Regions from separate parts of the Sus scrofa genome. Here regions 2 and 3 are each linked to region 1. The links are chromatin contacts, called in public Hi-C maps. All regions are on one chromosome and are shown on one strand. The core of a region is the stretch at or near the end of the contact, and the rest is flanking DNA. Distances in the headings are between cores, read along the strand shown.

What was found. Hi-C and Micro-C count contacts between places; a contact is called where the count stands out from the background.
Region 2: a Hi-C map of skeletal muscle shows a contact between it and region 1, with 5 times the contacts expected there. The contact joins the enhancer-like site here to the promoter of MEIS1 in region 1. A contact is called at or near these places in 7 of 47 Hi-C or Micro-C datasets (alveolar macrophages, embryonic fibroblasts, fibroblasts and 3 more) and 1 of 2 datasets of contacts at active chromatin or transcription factors (skeletal muscle).
Region 3: a Hi-C map of embryonic fibroblasts shows a contact between it and region 1, with 7 times the contacts expected there. The contact joins the enhancer-like site here to the promoter of MEIS1 in region 1. A contact is called at or near these places in 12 of 47 Hi-C or Micro-C datasets (alveolar macrophages, embryonic fibroblasts, epiblast stem cells and 7 more) and 1 of 2 datasets of contacts at active chromatin or transcription factors (skeletal muscle).

The regions. Positions count from the first base shown.
Region 1 is chr3:75,624,166-75,627,256 of Sscrofa11.1, reverse strand. MEIS1 (homeobox protein Meis1) reads left to right here and starts at 1,402. Exons shown (of 12, transcript XM_013996097.2): 1 at 1,402-1,532. LOC106509799 (a long non-coding RNA gene) reads right to left here and starts at 838. Exons shown (of 5, transcript XR_002342631.1): 1 at 1-838.
Region 2 is chr3:74,489,870-74,492,960 of Sscrofa11.1, reverse strand. No RefSeq gene overlaps it. Among named protein-coding and RNA genes, the nearest start is that of ETAA1, 250 kb to the left of the region's middle. Within about 2 kb of position 1,405, at least 1 of the 83 cell types and tissues checked has an H3K27ac peak or open chromatin away from gene starts, as enhancers often do. A contact at or near this core is called in skeletal muscle, where this site is marked.
Region 3 is chr3:74,509,193-74,512,283 of Sscrofa11.1, reverse strand. No RefSeq gene overlaps it. Among named protein-coding and RNA genes, the nearest start is that of ETAA1, 230 kb to the left of the region's middle. Within about 2 kb of position 1,648, at least 26 of the 83 cell types and tissues checked have an H3K27ac peak or open chromatin away from gene starts, as enhancers often do. A contact at or near this core is called in embryonic fibroblasts, mesenteric adipose tissue, omental adipose tissue and 1 more, where this site is marked.

The DNA.
Region 1 (3,091 bases), core at 153-2,652:
GGCTGGCAAGGCTCAGATACTGGGCTTTTTGAAAACCCCACTATTAGGGGGAGGTGGGCGTTGACTCCCGCGAAGTATTAAAAGAAGCAATACTTGTCACTTAAGGAAGTACGTGCGCTTGGTGGAACCTGATTCCAGATCTAAGTTCTGATGCTCGCTCTGTGTCCCCAGTTTCTCAAAAGCTCACTTAACAGAACCTTAAGCCCTATTTGTCGGACCGATGCAAATTATCTTTTGGTTTGCGCATTAAGAGTTGACTTCAGTACATTTTAGGGCTCCTATTCTTTTCTAAACAACCTTCGCGGATAGGAGCACCCAATCTTTCTCAAAACTCTTCCCCTTACCTAACCCCCCTCCCTACCCCCCACCTTTGGGGTGAAGGTGGGTCGGCAACTGGTGGAGTGTAATGAGGGTAGGGGTGCCGGGAGTGAGGGGCCCTCTACTTTGGGGGAGTCAGCCTTTTGGCCACCATCAGGGCGGGAATCAGGACTGGCAGTTTGCATTCCCGGCAGATCGAAGCTCCCTGCTGATCGATTATTTGATAATTGATTTTCCCCGCAGCCAATGCGCGGCCGCCTTGGCGGGAGCGCCTCCTGATTGGCCGAGCCCTCCTCCCCGGCTGCCTACCGAGATTTGGGTGAGCTCATTTTCCAGTCGACCGCAGGGGGAGTTTTCTGCGAGGTTTCAGCTGGAGGGAGGGGGAAAAAAAAAAAATCCTGTTCCAAGCTGAGCGAGCTGCGAGCCCTGCTCGGGGATGTGAGGTTTCCAGCCCGCTGGTCGAGCTGCTGCGACTGAACCTTCTCGGCAGACCAGGGCTCTGAGGGCAGGAAAATAAAAACGAAAATAGCACCACTAAATATAATAATAAAGGGCAGCCTTAGGGTGGGAGAATAAAGGAAAGGAAATTTTTTTGTTTGTTTAAGCCAGAGAATAGGTGTTTAAAGGAAGAAAGTTAAAATTAGTGGCTGGTTGGAGCCTCTGAGTTGTGCGTAGGGGGCAGCTTTTTGTCTGAAATCTCAATCCCCGGAGTGAATTTCTTTTTCTTTGGCACTGGGAGTTCTCCCTGAGCCTTGTCTGGGGGATTGGAAAGGAGAGTCGGGCGGGAGAAGAGCTGGGGAGGAGAGCGCGGGGCGTCGCCGGGGCAAGAGCAAGGCCGAGGCCGGAGCCCCTCGGCTCCTCGAAGACAAAGGCGGCGCGGCCGTAGCCCCAGCCGAGCGCGCCAGCCCAGCCGCGCCGCGCCCTGGGCGCACGGCCGCCTCTCCCAGAGCAAGTCGGAGAAAAAGCCTCCCTCCTCGTCTCCCTGGCCTCGGCTCCACCCGCGAGGTCTGGGCTGCTCCGAGCCCGCTTCGGGTTTCGCTTTCTGGCGATCATAAATAGCTTCGTGTTTGTAAACAGGCGCTGGGGGCACATTCCCGGCTCTCGGTTCATTGTTCCCTCCCTTCCTCTCTCACTTCGCGCAGAACGCCGGGGCTGAGGCTGCGGGCCTCCGGGACCAGGAGATGGGGGCGTCCAGATCCCCAAAGTGAGAAAATGCAAGTATTTCCTTTCTTTGGGCCGAGTGTCCACCTCCGACCGCAAAACAACAACAAGAACAACTAGAAGCTGGATCTGCAGAAAGCCCCAGTCATCTCCACCCCACGTTCTCGGGACTCCTTAGCAGAGCCCAGTCTTGCTCCTGCTCCTCCTCATCCTCGCTCCCGGTTTGACTTTTCTACTTGGGGCGTTTGGTTCTAAGAATCCACTACTCTCTGCATCAGCCCTCCTCTGCCCCGCAAAACACTGGCAGACCCCAATAATTTCGAAGAAAGTCAGGAAGTCTATGTGCGGAGTCCTGTGCAAAATAACTCCCGCTACTGCTTGCCCCGCGTTTATTCCCAATTTATTTCAAGAGCGTCAGCTTTGGGGAGAGAGTCTGTAGGGGGAGGGAGAAAAAAGAATACGGAAAATAAAGCCGGCAGCCGGGGGCTACTGCCCGCGCTTGTGCGCGTGTGCCCTGGGTGTGTGGGTGTTTGTGCCTGGGCGTGCGATTTAATGGAGCGCCTCTCTGCCTCTCCAGTGCGGCCAGAGCTCGCTTCGCGCACCCACCCCTGCCTAGGAGCCTACTTGCTGCAGCCCAATGCATTGTGTAAGACGCGACCTGTTATGGCCACCACTACTTCCGGGTTCTAGCATTCTGGTCGGAATCCACCTCTCCGCCTGTGCAACACACACTTTACACACGCACGGGGACTGCAAGCGGGCAGCATCGATCGTGGCTCCTTTAAGACAAACTCAGACAGACATTTTTTTTTTTAACCCTCCTCCTCTAATCTCCCTCCAGTGCAGCAGTTGCAAAGAGGGAGAGAGAGAGAGAAAGAGAAAGAGCAAGCGAGAGAAGAGAGAAACTGATTAGGAATTAGGAGTGATTCAAGGGAAGCGAGCGCTAGGGCTTTGTGCATTTGAATATTAACATTTGAGGTGTTCTGACCAGAAGAAGAGAGAGCGGATGATCATTCATTCACCACGTTGACAACCTCGCCTGTGATTGACAGCCGGAGTGGCAGAAAGCCATGAGATTTGGTAGTTGGGTCTGAGGGGCGCTCTTTTTTTTTTTTTTTTTTTTTTAACTGATTTTTGGGGGAGAGAAGATCTGCATTTCTTTTTTTTTTTTCCTTTTTTCTTTTTCTTTTTTTTTCTTTTTTTTTTTTTTTTTTTTTTTTTTTTGCCCCCGCTGCTGTCTTGGAAACGGAGCGCTTTTATGCTCAGTGAGTCCGGCGCTTTGCTTCAGGTCCCGTAGACCGAAGATCTGGGACCAGTAGCTCACGTTGCTGGAGACGATAAGGGATTTTTCGTCGTGCTTTTTAATTTTTTTTTTTCCGGGGGAGTTTGCGTATTTGCTTCTTTTCACACTGGCCTTAAAGAGGATATATTAGAAGTTGAAGTAGGAAGGGAGCCAGGGAGGCCGATGGCGCAAAGGGTACGTATTAAAAAACAATTGTGGAACTCAAATGTGAGATTAAATTGAAACATGGCTGAAAGACACTGCTAAAAAGTTTCCTTTTTTTCTCTGTCTTTTTGAATGAGGCTCCTAAAGCCGTGGCCTAAAGCGAGT
Region 2 (3,091 bases), core at 156-2,655, 1.1 Mb after region 1:
GTGGCTGTGGCGGAAGGCAGGGAACTCAGCTCTGATTGGACTCCTAGCCTGAGAACCTCTGTATGCCACGGCTTGGCTCCGAAAAGACAAAAAAAGAGGAAGCCCAGGTAGAGGTGGAAGTCAGGCTAGAAGAGAAAAGTTGTGACACTCTGTAATGTTACTGCAAAGTTAAATCTCTCTGAGTGGAAAAAACATTCTAGAAGTAGAAACTGAATTTTCGTGAAAATATGCACTCCCTAGGGATTTTAACATCTTGGACTTCCCAAGCTGTGCTGGGGAAGTGAAAACTTGTGAGGAGCAAAACATCGGGGAATTTTTATTTGCAGCCATAAGTTATCCCATATGGTTGGAGAGTGATTTCTTATACGATGCATAGGAACTTGAATTAACGTGGCTGTTTATTGCAAGAAGAAAGAAAGAAGAGATGGGTGGGCTGGATTTCTGCATCATCCTGAGCAGGCAGTAGAGGCAGCAGCAAGTCGTCTCAAGTCAGAAGAGTCTTAGGTGGCTGAAAAGTGATGGTAACAGTGATAGTGGGATAAAGCAATAGGATGGAAGGGAGACGAACAAGTGGAAAAGCAATGTAAGCGATCACCAACCAACAGGCAATGCACAGTAATAATACTCAGGCAAGGGAGAGGGAGGAGATGAGGGAAGAGGAAGTTGGTGTCAAGGAGATAATTCAAAGGCAAAGAAGGGGCATTTAGGCAAGCTATAAACAGGTGGAGGAGGTCCTTGACTATTACAGAGGAAAATCAAGGCAGCGTTAAAAAGGATAAAACAAGCAAAGGTGCAGAATGAATGCAAGATAAATTACATGAGGTTGAAACAAAGACATTTTGAAGTCTGTAAGGAACAAGAGGTCAGAGAAATGGCAAGAGAAATTTACAGCCAGCAGAGGCGAAAAAAATAATAATTAAATGAATTCTCTGCCTGAGTGTTCACAGAGGACAAGGCAGATGTGAGGAACAGGCATAAATTTCCAGAAGGAAGAAGAAGAAATGTTTAAAGAAATCAAGATCAATAGTAGAACCAGCCATCGAGAAATTGGAAGGTCCCCAAGACTTAGAAATTCTCAGAGGGCAAAACTGGCCTCCAGCCCAGAGCCTGAAGGGACATGGGTCTCTGGACTCTTCACACAGAACTTTTGCAAAACTAGAAGGGAAAGGCAAGAGCAGTCCTGCAGAGGCGACAGGACAGCCATTGGGGGTGATCCAGGAGCCATTCCTGGGTGACCATGTGACAAGGCCTAAATGCAGATGAGGGGTGACACCCAAGCCCTTCCTCATGACTGGCATTTTCCCTTTAAAAAGCAGTTGTCAGTCAGGGCTAGTGGCAGTAATAAAATGGCTGGCATTTGGACACTCTCCCAAGGCCAGCTGTTCTCACCCCGGCCTTTAGCTGTGGCACCAACAATCTGTTGACTAAGTGAGCACAGCGCCTTTTGACGCTTGGGCTCCAGGAAGTCTCCCCTGATGTGCTTCCAGGGAGAAGGTTCACACCAAGAAGAGCAGGGTGTCTCTGGGAATTTGACTCACGGCTGAGGTTGGGTCCTAACTTCACTTCTCATTCATGTCACGTTGTTGCTTTTTTTGCATTTTAGGGCCGAAGCCATGGCATATGGAAGTTCCCAGCCTAGGGGTTGAATCAGAGCTGTAGCCGCTGGCCAACACCACAGACGCAGCAGTGCCAGATCCAAGCCGCATTTGCAACCTACATCACAGTTCACGGCAATGCCAGATCTTTAACCCACTGAGCAAGACCAGGGATTGAACCTGCAACCTCCTGGATACTAATCTGCTGAACCACAATGGGAACTCCCTCATTCATATCATATTTTCTACTCCAACTCTCTTCCTGTCTCACTTTTAAATTTCTTTCTTTAATTTCACTGTATTGTAAACATCTTTGCAAGCCACCTTAAATGCTTTTGGAAAACAGCTGCAAAAGTAAGAAGGCTCAAAGAAAGAAGGAAAGAGGAGAGAGGAACAGAGGGGGAAGGGGAGGGATGAGAGGGAAATCGTGGGTTCACTTCTCAGGGGATGTGATGGAACAAAGACGAAAAGCATTTACCTGAATGGGGAAGAAAAATGGGTTGGAAACAGGAAAAAAATCACCCAATGAGACTTTACTTCTACCTGTTAACAGTTCTGTGACTTTGGTTAAATCACATAAGCTCTCTCAGGCTCAGACTTCTCAAAAGGGGATAATAATGCCATCTTTATGGGAACAGAGAACTGATTAAATAAGATGAAGGGGGGAGTTCCCGTTGTGGCTCAGTAGGTTAAGAACCTGACATAGTGTCCATGAGTATGCGGGTTCGATCCCTGGTCTCCAACAGTGAGTTAAGGATCCGGTGTCACCACAAGCTGTGGCATAGGTCACAGTTGTGGCTTGGATACAGCATTGTTGTGGCTGTGGCATAGGCTGGCACCTGCAGCCCTGATTCGACCCCCTAGCCTGGGAACTTCCATATGGCACAGGTGCAGCCCAAGACCAAAAAAAAAGATGGAAGAGTCAACTAAGCTGTGGGAAATGAAGAAAGGATCTGTAAAATAGGGCTGCTTAGGAAACATCCAGGGAAAGGGAGAAAAAGAAATATGATGGGAAGAAGGTCTCTGATGGTTCAGAAGGGAAGTTTGAAAGGGTAAAACTAGAGAGAAAGAAGCAAGCCATTAGCAGATTGACACTTGGCTTTGAAGAGAGTCCTGGGAGACAGGTCACTAAGCTAGTGAGAGAGAAAAGGAGCTAGACACTGAACCAAAACAGCAAGCAAGGAGGAAGAGAGAGATTTAGGGATAATTGTAAGAATTGAGCATCCCTGGAGATGATTATCTTATAGTGAACTTTGGTCACAGCATTGAGTCTGTAAACATCAAAAGCTGCTCTTTGGGAAAAGACCCACCCTGGACATACCTCCCCCCCTACACACACACCACATATATTTCCATCAAAGTAAACCAATTTAGGTCCTATTTCAGAAAAAAAAGATGGGTAATCTAAGAAAGTTTCTAGTGGGAGACGGGTTATTCTAACAGTCTAGTTATTTGACTCCATAAAATTTAACATCTATAATTTTACACAGGAGTGA
Region 3 (3,091 bases), core at 399-2,898, 1.1 Mb after region 1:
CTGGATGTCAGTACCTGGAGTTCAACAATTCAGAGTCGAACCTGAGAAATACTAGGTTCTCATAGATGGGTTTAGATGAATGCATCCTTCTTGTCTGCCAGGCTGGTGGCTGGAAAAACATCTGTTACACATTTTAATGGGGTGGGTGGGTCTTCTGAACACATCACGTGATGCCGTAACCCAAAAGAGTGATGTAAATGATAGGGAAATTTAGAGATCACAGCTGGCCAGAAACAAAATGTGACATTGGCCCTTTAAGGCTTTGTCCTTCTGACCATTCCAGGTTCCTAATCCTCCTGCCAAGTGGGCTGGAGGCCAAAATATTTCTTAACTTTGCATTTATTTCAGGGTGTTAATCTCATAGGCAACCAACTCCTATTTAATAAACTCAAAACTCCCCAGGCCCTCCCCCTCAGGGATGCCTGCGTCTGTTCTCCCAGAGGCTCAGCATACATGTGCCTGCCCCTGTCTTTTCCTGCCTGCCCAGGGTGTTGACACAGCAGTGTCAGGACATCACGCAGCTGTCATCAGCCCCATGCCACAGATGGTCCCTCAATTATGCATCCCCCTTCCCAGGGCGCCTGCCTTGGCCACTCGAGCAGTCTACCTGCCACTGAGTTTCACATGGAACTCCAGAGGCCAGGAGGAGAAGCCAAGTGGCATGGGCTTAAGAACCTTTCGCTCCAAGGCGGGCTGGCAGAGGGAGTGGATTCCCCAGCCCTTCCTCAGCCCCATTTTTAATCACTAACCAAGGAAGGTAATGAGAACGTACTTGAATTACAAAGATTCCCATTTATTACTCTGGCCGCCCCTCCACAAAGCCTCCCTTTGGCAAAAACAGATCACTATTGACACTTTTAGAAGGCCCTGGGCCCCTCTCAATTATTGGCCTAATCTCTGCCTGCTCTGAAAGCAGAATTCTTTCCTAACTAGATTTTTTCAAAAGTTAAGAGGCTACTCTCTGCTTTCTTCAGCAGAAAGACTTGGTGAGCTAATGTTGGTATGTTTCATGGCCTCCGCAGCATCTGCAGGATGTGGAAAGAGAAGAAACAAACCAGATGTTTCCAAAAGGTAGCTCCACTAAGCCTTCTTAACATAATTATTGCAATAGTGTATCCGCATTTTATGGTCCCGCTTCTCTCTTGATACCTTGGGAACTTTTCCTGGAGAAATCCAAACCAGTAGATCTGAGTTCCCTCTAAACAGATTTGCAACCTTAAAAAAAAAAAAAAAAAAAAAAAAGAGAGAGAAAGAAAGAAAAAAAATTTGACATATATCCCCCATTAAATCCAAATTTCCTTTATCAAATTTTCGAAGGGAAAAATAGATTAAGGACATGTAGATATTTATCTCAGCCTTCAACATTTACACTCATTTGGTTAATTAGCACTTAATTACACTGTCAAAGGGGAAAATTTTACCACGGGGCGCGGGCAGACCAATGCCCTCCCTTCAGCCCCTCACTTCTGCCGAGAGAGAGGCCAGACCTCTGCTCCGAGCCAACTCCTTCCTCACGAAACATTCGTAATGATTACTTGACAAGGACTGTAGATACAAAATTGTGCAATGGAGAGCTATCACTCACGGGGGCCACGCTGAGGTTCTCAAGCTGGAGCAACAGTGCCCCCCAAAGCAAGCAGTCAGAAACATCCTGAAAGGCAACACGGGTCTGCCCAAACTTCTATTTTCTGCTTCATAAGCCAGGGAGCTATTTTAAGAGTTGCTGGCCGAAAAGCAGGCTCTATTACAACCAGACAAGCATTCCAACCAAGCTGGGGAGCCTCCGCTGGAAGCGGAGAATGTTTCCACCTATTCTAACTCAGACGCCGAGAATTCTCCGCGGAGAAGAGGGGGGTGGGGAGCAGGAGAGACACAGTAGAAAATCGGAAAACTTCAGAAGTCTGCCGAACTCAAGGGAACAAAGTCTAACTCAATTAATGCATAAATCTTATTAAGCGAAATGCAGCTGAATAGAGTCATTTGTCATCAGAGTTTCTCCATCTTGTAACAAATGGCAATATTTGGGGGTCTCACGGGTTCTCTGCCAAGGGGAAGACGTCATTAAAGCTGCTGGAAAATAATAGTATTCGAATTAGTTTAATTATGATGTGATGAATTATCAAAGCATTTTTTAAAAACAATATGCAATTAGCCTTTTTTTTTTTTAAGCCAAAGACTGTTTTCCAAAACAGGAAATGAAGCATAACACCCTTAATTTCATCGTTGGGGCAAAGTCCTAGACACCCTGATGCAGTGGTACAATGAGCATGTAATGAAACCAACTGTCCCCGCTCCAGCAACGCCCTTTGTGCATTGACTAGAAGGGCTTTTGGCTCCAAGAGTGGAAACTGCATTAAGCCAGAGCCTAACCCAAATTTTCTCTTTCAAGTTCTAAGCCCTGTTTTCTATTTTCCTTTATATCTTGGATAGGGTCACCCTATAAGAAATGAAATCTCACATTCCTGAAAGACAGTGAACTGATGAGGTCATATCAGCCTGCTTGGCTTTTATACTGCTCTTGAGGGTATTGCAAGGGGAAAAATAATAATAATAATAATGTGGTATTGGAAAAAGGGAATGAAAATGAGGACGCCTGAACATCAAACTTTTAAAACCAAACTGTATAATCAACAACACAATCGGATAAGCACCATCAGGAACAACCCCTCCCACTCCTTCACAAAAAACCACAAAGAGACCCCCAGCCACCATACTCCCACCAGAACAGCTAAAATTAAAATGGCTGATAAAACCAATGAGAGAAAATTAAAATTCTCATGCATCTTCAGTCAGAGCATTAATTGGTACAACCACTTTGGAAAACTGTTTGATGGTGTGTATTAAATATATAAATCCTAAGACCCAGCAGTTCTGTCCCTGGGTGTGTATCTAACCTAGATGGGCATATGTGTCAACCAAAAGGCTTGTACAAGGATGTTCACAGCAGCTTGATTCATATCAACTCCATCCTAAAGGCTCATCATTTGTAAGATAAATTGTGAGATAGTCATTCCATGGAATATTACATAGCAATACTTCCCAGACACACACACACACAAAAATGCACACTAGGTGATTTATCTTATATTTT